Linked DNA regions of Mus musculus: region 2 is linked to region 1. The links are chromatin contacts, called in public ChIA-PET maps. All regions are on one chromosome and are shown on one strand. Each heading gives the region's core, a stretch centred on a gene start, on an enhancer-like site or on the middle of the called end of the contact. The rest is flanking DNA. Distances are from core to core; before and after follow the strand shown. Region 1 overlaps Pde4b (phosphodiesterase 4B, cAMP specific). Region 2 holds the start of Mier1 (MEIR1 treanscription regulator).

What was found. ChIA-PET counts read pairs in DNA pulled down with a chosen protein or histone mark.
Region 2: an RNA polymerase II ChIA-PET map of effector CD8 T cells shows a contact between it and region 1, with 8 read pairs. The contact joins the promoter of Mier1 here to the enhancer-like site in region 1. A contact is called at or near these places in 4 of 39 promoter capture datasets (the C10 cell line, hippocampal neurons, liver and 1 more), 3 of 115 datasets of contacts at active chromatin or transcription factors (bone marrow-derived macrophages, effector CD8 T cells and memory CD8 T cells) and 1 of 9 other capture datasets (liver).

What each region holds. Positions count from the first base shown.
Region 1 is chr4:102,605,662-102,610,059 of GRCm38.p6, forward strand. It overlaps Pde4b (phosphodiesterase 4B, cAMP specific), which reads left to right. Exons shown (of 15, transcript NM_019840.2): 15 at 1-1,601. Among named protein-coding and RNA genes, the nearest start is that of Gm52667, 38 kb to the left of the region's middle. Within about 2 kb of position 2,215, at least 54 of the 459 cell types and tissues checked have an H3K27ac peak or open chromatin away from gene starts, as enhancers often do. A contact at or near this core is called in bone marrow-derived macrophages, effector CD8 T cells and memory CD8 T cells, where this site is marked.
Region 2 is chr4:103,117,044-103,121,441 of GRCm38.p6, forward strand. It overlaps Mier1 (MEIR1 treanscription regulator), which reads left to right and starts at 2,347. Exons shown (of 13, transcript NM_001039081.2): 1 at 2,347-2,466. The coding sequence starts at 2,458.

The sequences.
Region 1 (4,398 bases), core at 965-3,464:
ATGACTGAACTCACTAACAACTTCATCTATAAATCTCACCACCCAACCCATTGTCTGCCAACCTGTGTGCCTTTTTTGTAAAATGTTTTCGCGTCTTTGAAATGCCTGTTGAATATCTAGAGTTTAGTACCAACTTCTACAAACTTTTTTGAGTCTTTCTTGAAAAACAAAAAAAAAAGAAAAAAAGAAAAAGAAAGAAAGCAGTTTCCCTTCTTTCTTGGGCAATATCTCTAGCTTTCCTCCAGTTAACTTTTGCAAATAGACAGGACAGATGCAGTTCTAACCACAGGCTACTTCCTTCTCTTTGTCCAATCTGACTCTGTAGTGGCCCCTGCAACTTAGCTGTTTGCCTGCTTTGAGCACTGTTTTTTCCCTGGCAAGTCTCTCTGCTTTGCTTTAAACTCATGCTCAACACACCAGGAGGTCTGTGGAAAAGCTGATGTTTCCCATCAGTCTAGAAGTGCTCAGTCACACAAGGCCGTGTGTATGGCTGCATCCAGCCCCCAGGCCACTGTGAGCTACACAGCACCTGTTATCCCTCCTCTCCCCCCTCCCTCCCTCAAGCATACTGTTTTCAATTTAATGCTGCTGTCTTTGTCTTGTACTGTCTCCCCCCTGCCCCCGCACTAACACTTCCCTCTCTTCCTGTTTATAACCATGTATTTATTACATAATGTACATATTGTAATGTTTTGTAAGTTATTAATTTATATATCTAACATTGCCTGCCAATGGTGGTGTTAAATTTGTGTAGAAAACTCTGCCTAAGAGTTCCAACCTTTTCTTGTAATGTTTTGTATTGTGTATTATATATCCCAGACATTGCTTAAGAGAAACATGGAGCCCCATCAGCAGTTAAGGACAGGAATGGTCATTGTTCCAAGGGTCTGCCCTTTCCTTGTCTTGAGTCCCTAGTTCTGCCCAACCCTTTGATGAGCTGGTTTTGCAAACAGGATTATCATATTCGATACTAAATGGTTTATACTGAAGTTTTATTTTATATAGTTTGGTAGGGGCTAGGAGCACTGGGATGTCGTTTTTTTCACCCATGTTCTATCCAAGTCTCTGGATGCATGAGTTGAGTTTGTCACTGGGCTCTGCTCTAATTGTGGCTTTCGTTTTAAAAAAATAAACAACACTACATTTGATCACAGATGATACTGAGTATCCCCAAACTACTGACTTGGAAGAGCTAGTCTCCATACTGCTCACGAGCAGTGGAGCCATGTTCAAATTCATCAAAGGCAACAAGAAGACAATGTGAATTTTTATCGTAGAATGTGAACTGATGTCGTAAATGACGCAATGTGAAGCTTCTGATAACACTTGTCAGGCCTCTTCCTGGTGTCAGTTTCAGTTTGTAAAATACGTGTCATGCTTCAGTTCAGCATTGTGACAATAGTTAAAGAAAATGGCACAAAATGTGCATGACCAATGGGTTCGTACGTCTGTAACACTGCATTGTTCCAGGTGGACGTTATATTGTTTTCAAAAGTTTCTCACAATGTATGTTATAATATTATTACTATTATATATTGTGCTCAAATGCATTCTTAAGAGACTTTTATATGAGCTGAATAAACAAAAGCATGAATAAATTAGATTGTAGCCCCATTCATTTCAAGGTCAACTCAAATATATTAAAGCAGGGTTGTTTTCTTCTTCTTCTTCTTCTTCTTCTTCTTCTTCTTCTTCTTCTTCTTCTTCTTCTTCTTCTTCTTCTTCTTCTTCTTCTTCTCCTCCTCCTCCTCCTCCTCCTCCTCCTCCTCCTCCTCCTTCTCCTTCTCCTCCTCCTCTTTCTTCTTCCTCTTCTTCTTCTTCTCCTTCTTCTCCTACTCCTCCTCCTCCTCCTCCTCCTCCTCCTCCTCCTCCTCCTCCTTCTTCTTCTTCTTCTTCTTCTTCTTCTTCTTCTTCTTCTTCTTCTTCTCCTTCTTCTCCTTCTTCTCCTTCTTCTCCTTCTTCTCCTTCTTCTCCTTCTTCTTCCTCTTCTTCTTCCTCTTCCTCTTTACCGTACTTCACAAAAAAGCAAGCCACTTTGCTCATCCAAATCACAACTGAAGTTTTGTATTCTCTGTGTCCAAAAAGTCCCATGGCTCAGAGCATTTTGTTTTCTTCTCAGCAGATTATTCACCCAGCTCCTCAGTACAGGAAGGAGGGTGGTGAAGACTAACAAGCAAAACCACTTTGTTCATCTTGAACCATTTCCTTCTACCTCTTTAGAATTCTGAAGAGTTTAATCTCTTAGGTAAATAAGAGGCATCTTTAGCTGGGCTGTGTAGGCTACCACAGTGACTCACAGAATTGAATCCTAGTACATTAGCTCAATGTAGAGAAACCTGTTGATTCATTTGGCATACAAGGAGTCTGAAATCTAAAAGAGTCACCTAGACCACAACCTTCAGAGCACATAAAAATATTCGTGGACACCCCAGCCGACTGTCTGTGCCTTTGCTAGTAGGTTATACTGTTCTAGAAAGAACTAAATGTTATCAAGTGTTAAAGTCATCATCTTAAAATAAGTCATCCCGAGTGCGTGTGTGCTTGCGTAGGAGGTGACAAAGACTCAGTGAGTAGCTCTTACTAACTTAGCCACAGAGAAGTAAGTGGCCTGTGGCGAGGAGAGAGTCTGCTCTAGAGGAATTCCTCGGTAAGAGGAAATTGCTGAATTTCTTTAGAAAATCAAAAGCTTGCCTGTTAGTTCTAGCCAGGACTTCCCTACCATCCAGTTTCTGACTGGACATTGTTATCTGATACAATGGCAAAACGGAATTGGTTACAGTTTGTATAAAAAGTATAGCTGATGATTATGCCTAAGAATGTTCTCTGTTCTGTTTTCTACTAAAGTGTCCTTAGCATGGAAAATGTGCATGTTTGTTAATGCTATTTGGATTCTAGTTTGCTCCAGAGCCCTACCTGAAGTGGCTCTTCCTAGAGGCCTACACACCAGACTTTTAATTCTCCCCAGCTGACAGTAATGTAGGGAAAGAGTAGTGACCCCACTGGTTCTGTCTCCAAGGCATGCAGGCCTGAAGCCTTCGGTAGTCACTGTGAACCCCATGACCTCAGCATGGCATGCTCTGTGGGATGGTTTTCCAGCAATGAGTTTGGGCCTTGCTTAGTTTTATTCTTCCCACTGACTTCTCCTTTAATTTCTGCTCGTTTTAAAACTTATTTATCTAAATTTTATGAGTATGGGTGTTTTGTCTGCATGTATGTCTATGCTCTAGATGCACATCTGGTGCCCACCGAGGCCAGAAGAGGGCAGGCATCGGGTAGTCTGGGACTGGAGCTACAGACAGCTATGAGCCATTATGTATGTATCCTAGTTTAATATCTCCTGCCAATAAGACACTTTGACAAAGACAGCTGAGGAAAAAAGGGGGTTTAATTGGCACAAAATTCCAAGTTTCAGTCTTTACCATGGGAAAATCAGAATAGAAAGACCTTGAAATAGCTAGTCACATCCCCAGGTTCTCTTATCCTGAGTCATCAAGCCTCCACTGGACCTAGGGGCCCCCCTCCCAGTGATGCCAGATAAGGCAATCAATGCTCTGCTACATATCCAGCTGGAGCCATGAGTACCCCCTGGTACTCTTTAGTTGGTGGTTTAGTCCCTAGAAGCTTTGGATGGTCTAGCTGGTTGATACTGTTGTTCTTTTTATGAGGTTGCAAGCCCCTTTAGCTCCTACAGTCCTTGCCCTAACTTCCTAATTGGGGTCCCTGCGCTCAGTCCAATGTTTGGCTATGTATTTCCTTTAGACAGCAGCAATTCTGGGTTGAAATTTTGCAGATAGGTGGATGGCCCCATCCCTCAACCAGGGGGCCATGCCTAACTTCTGGATATGGTTTCAACAGGTTCTCCCTCCCCTATGTGGGGTATTTCAGCTAATGTCATCCCCATGGGGTCCTGGGAGCTCTTGCTCTTCTAGCATCTGGGACTTTCTGGTTGCTACCCCAAGATCCCCATTCCACACTGCTACACACCTCTGTTCAACTTCCTGACCCTCCATCTCCTCCCATACCTGATTCTTCCCCTCTTTTCCCCTCCCCCCTCTTCTCTTCCTCCCAAGTCCCTCCCACCCTCTACTTCCCTCCATTATTTTGTTCCCCCTTCTAAGTAGGACTGAAGCATCCACTCTTTGGTCTTCCTTCCTCTTGAGCTTCATGTGGTCTGTGAGTTGTACTGTGGGTATTCTATGCTCTTTGCCTACTATCCACTTATTAGTGAGTACATACCATGTGTGTTCTTTTGTGACTGAGTTACTCACTCAGAACAATATTTTCTAGATCCATCCATATCTCTGCGGATTTCATGAAGTCATTGTTTTTAATAGCTGAGTATTACTCTATTGTGTAAATACACCACATTTTCTGTATCCTTTCCTCTGTTGAAAGACA
Region 2 (4,398 bases), core at 1,097-3,596, 510 kb after region 1:
ATTTTGGCTGATTACATCTGAATACAAAGAGAATGCCTCGTGGACTTAGGCAGAGTACTGAAGAACTGGAGTGATGGGTGAAATGGATGGAGAAGTCACTTCTAGCTTTGCAGGCAGGGGAGAATGAGCCAAGCATCTGGACTGTGTGTGAAAAGAGTAGGTAGCCTCTTCAAGAGGTGTAGTGAGTCTCTGGAAGCCTGTACACACAGTCTGGCAGAAAAGCTTGGCAGCAGGACTTCCTGACAGATCTTACCTGACTGAGGATGGCAAGCCCTACTTAACCAAGATAGGGCTAGTGAATTGCTACACATACCAAGGGGGTAAGGAAGGGTTTCCAGAAGGACATAGCTTTTCTGAAGGTGGCTTCTTAGACTCTGAACAATGGGACTGTGGAGAGAATGAAATGCAAGTATACTGAGCTCAATAGTAATGTGTTACGTGTGACCTACAGGATTAAAGCTATTTCTCCTCATCGCTAGAATGTCTAGGAAACACCCCAGAACACTTTATTTTTCTAACAGGGAATATGTAGAGGGAATTTTCCCCTACAGAGGATAATGCCATTTGATGGTAATAATATTGATTGGAAATATCAATCAGTTTAAAGGCATTTAACAATAAGTGCCTGATTTTCTGACTTTGAGGGCTCACTCAGTAAGTAGTTAAGGAATCTTGAGTCTGCTCTTTACCATAGTTGAAATTTTTATTAATGTTTTAACTGAAGAATCAAAGACTCAATAGACTAAAGCAACTTGAACTATAATACTAAAATTCAGCAATACTCCAGTTTTCCCTTCAGTGGCCAGCAATAATCCACATATATTTACCTTGCATATTTTAGTGCAAACTGCCCCCTGAACCCTTTATTATTTTTAACCTGTGCCCACATACATCCATTAGTTTTTGTCTTCAGGGTTTTTTTTGTTTGTTTGTTTTTTTGTTTTTTCATCCAGTGAGAACTATTTGGATAAGAGCTGACATTTTAAAAAGTCCAAGGTAGTCCCTTAACTTAATATAACTGTATCAGTGCTAAAATATTTATTTCCCTCCAAGAATTTGTGGGGGGAGGAAGCTTATATAATCTTTAAAATAAAGTGAAAATACTATAACAAGTGCAGTAAATGGTAAGAATTGTTTGTAGATTTGGGAACCTTAAAAGTTTTCCTTTCTCTTCTTTCCCTTGCTTTTCTTTCAGTAGAAAATGTGCATCAGATGTTTATGTTTAATTGGTTTACAGACTGTCTCTGGATTCTTTTCCTGTCAAATTACAAGGTAATGTCCTTTCACTTAGCAGCTACTTCGTATACCTATACATGCAGTTTATTCATGCACAAATTGTTATTGGGCTTAAGACTTTCAAGTTCATGTCCAGTGTTAAGAAATGGGAAAAGGCTTGATGGAATCTAGAATTTTAAGGAAATAGAAATCATTTCAGAAATCAGCATTCTCCCAAGTGCATTATAAGTATGATGTTTAAGAAAGTTGTATGTACACATTTGTGCAATGATTTTTTTAACCATGGTATATTCCTCAGAGGTAATGAGTATCATTTAACTGATTGATTTTTGGTAGTCATTTTTGAAAAACTTAATCATGTCGGAAAAAACGCTGGCCTTTAACAACAACAAAAAAAAAGCTTTTAAACTTACTGCCCATTTTAATATCTGCCTAAATTATCTACTTTAGGGAACCAGATAAATCATTGGCCCTGGCCATTATCAGTATGGACCTCAAGGCCAGTTAGCAGTGCATTAAAACAAACTTTCTACTTGCAAGTATTTTAGGCATTGCAAATATGTACGTTCTGTCTCCGTGCAGTCAAGTAGGCATATCCATAGAAGAGCATTACTTTACATTTGAAACTTTTGTATATTTGTGCAAAAATTCATCCGTGGCAGAGCTGTGTTGCTCCTGGCATCACAAAAAGTGAGGAAAATGTAATGTTCTCTACTCTTCATCTTTGCGCTGGGCCAATTTGGGGGAGTTGGAGTTTTCTTGCTAGGAATCACCAGGGGAAGTATTTGTCAGAGCGTTTCGTGTTGCTGTCGCGCCCAGGCAACATCTCTTTCCCAGCAAAAGCACTTCAGAAGTGACCGACCGGTAGAATAGGAGGTTTTTTTCTCCTGCAAAGTGAGTACCCTGAGGGGACCTCTCCGGACCTCGCGCGCGGACTGCCCCGGGCTCGCCCGGGCCCGCCCCTCGCGCGCTCCCCCGGGACGGCGGCCGCGGGATCGCGCGCTCCCTGCTCCGCGCGCGCCCGCTGGCCTCTCCCCTCCCGTCCCGCCGAGCGGGGCGCCGCGAGGGGGCGGAGCGGGGTGTGGTGGCGCGCTCGGGCGGCTCCTGCGCGTTCCCGCCGAAGCGGCGGCGGAGAAGGCAGCGGGAGCCCCGCGGCCCAGGCGCACATCCGGGTTCTGGCCGCGACCCGCCGCGGCGATGTGACCCGGTGGCGCGGCCAACATGGCGGAGGTAAGAACGAGCGCCCCTCCCCGGCGGGGCCTCGGTGGAGGGCTGCGGGCGGGAGGCGCGGGCCTGCCGGGGCCGGGCCTGCGGCGCCGCTGCCCACCTGTTGTCCGGCCCGGCCGCTCGGCTGGGCTTCCCGAAACTAAGTTGGGCGCGGAGGCGCCGTCGGACTTGAGGCAGTTGGGAGGCGGCCGCTGCGGGAGGAGCGGGCGAGGGCGCCCGTCCGGAAGCCGCCCAGGGCGCAACTTCGCCGGCCGGCGCGGCCCGCGGACTCCTCTCTGCCTGCTCCCGCGAACTTTCTTCCCTCGCGAGCCCAGAAGTCGCTGCTCCCGCCAGCCCGCGTCACCCCCGCCAGCCCGCGTCACCCCCGCCAGCCCGCGACTGCTGACCTGCCGTCTAGGCAGGGGGCGAGCAGGCTGACACACCTTGGGTTAGTTTAGTAGTTTTCCTGATAGTGGAGAGGTGAGCAGGAGAAATTAACCCAGTAGGCCCTATCCAGCTTGGGACTCTTCCCCCTGGCCGAACCTCCAAGTTTCTTTTCCACGCTATAGCTCCTGAACCAACTAGGCTAAAAACTTACAAATCAAAGGTGCCTGTAATTATTTACCTTTTATTTTGCTCTTCTTAGAGAAAACTTTTCTTGTTTCTCTTGTCCCTCTGCTGTAGGATAGAACCCAAGGTTCTTGTCAAGGCAGATAAGCAAGCGCTCTACTACGAGCCACATCCCCCCCTCCCCCCCAGCCTTAGCTTCATTTCCTAGTAAACAAGTTCCTTTGGTTAGTGTTCTCAGATGGGTAGGCAAGCAAGTTGCTTTAGGTGTAATTAGATCTTAGAATGTGCTGTAGGAAATTTTAATATTTTGTCTGGTTTTAAGCCATCGGTCCTGTGGTTTGTTTAATTTTTAGTCGGTGAATTTCGTTACTGTTTGTTCCCCCTGAGTTCATATTGTTATATTTGGACTTAATGGGATCTCTCTTGAGGCAAATCTTGTAAACACTTGATTAATAAAGCAGTAAGATTGCTAAACATCTTCATGTTTTTCTGTCGAGAGCACCCAAAAATAGATTGAGGAAGTATTTGATTTTATTTACCACTTAGCTCTCAGTTTTCAACTCCTTCATTTGCTAAATGAAGCAGAGAAGTAGAGAGTGACTACTTTTGTTTATACATAATATCTGTAAGCCTTGGGCTACAGAAACATAAGATGTGCCTTTCCTGTACCAGTCAAGCTTCCTGGAGTGTTAACTTGTTCTTCTGTTATACAGTGACCTTTAGGTTGATGTTCTGAAATTTTAAATGTTATTTATTTATTTGCTACTAAAAGAAGAGGAGCTTTCCTGGAAGCTGGACTGTTTGCTGCCAGTATTGAGAAGACTTGATATTACTTAGCGCTAAAACGCATTAGTTGTGTTTTCAGGTGGTTTTTTTCCTATTCATAGTCAAAGAATTGCAAGACATGAGTAGTGGTCGCATTACTTTTACTTGACATAGATATGCCTGGGTGTGATCCACCAGCCTTTCTTCCCTGGGCTCCTGTGCTACAAGAGGAAGTAGAGTGTATAGATGGCTTTTCAGGCATCTTATCAGCTAACCTTCCCTGGGCTCCCGTTTGCTGAAAATCTACAGGATATATGTAGTATTTGCTACACTGCTGTGCTGTGGCCTCAGGTCTATGTGGTTGGACAGTCACACTCCGTGGCACGTTATTGATACGAAAACACGGAAACCTAAAGAAACGTCACCAAAAAAACTGAGTGCCAGCATGCAGTGTTTTGTTATAGAAATGAAAAGTGGCTGCATTCATGTGAGAATGGGAGAAGTGTGCCCACCTTGGCCACTATCTTGTTCTCTAGTGTAAGCTGCTCTTCTTAGGTATCCCATCATGTGGAGAGGGAAGACTTGGGGCTTGCAGGAACAGGTGGATGGGTCAATCTTAGG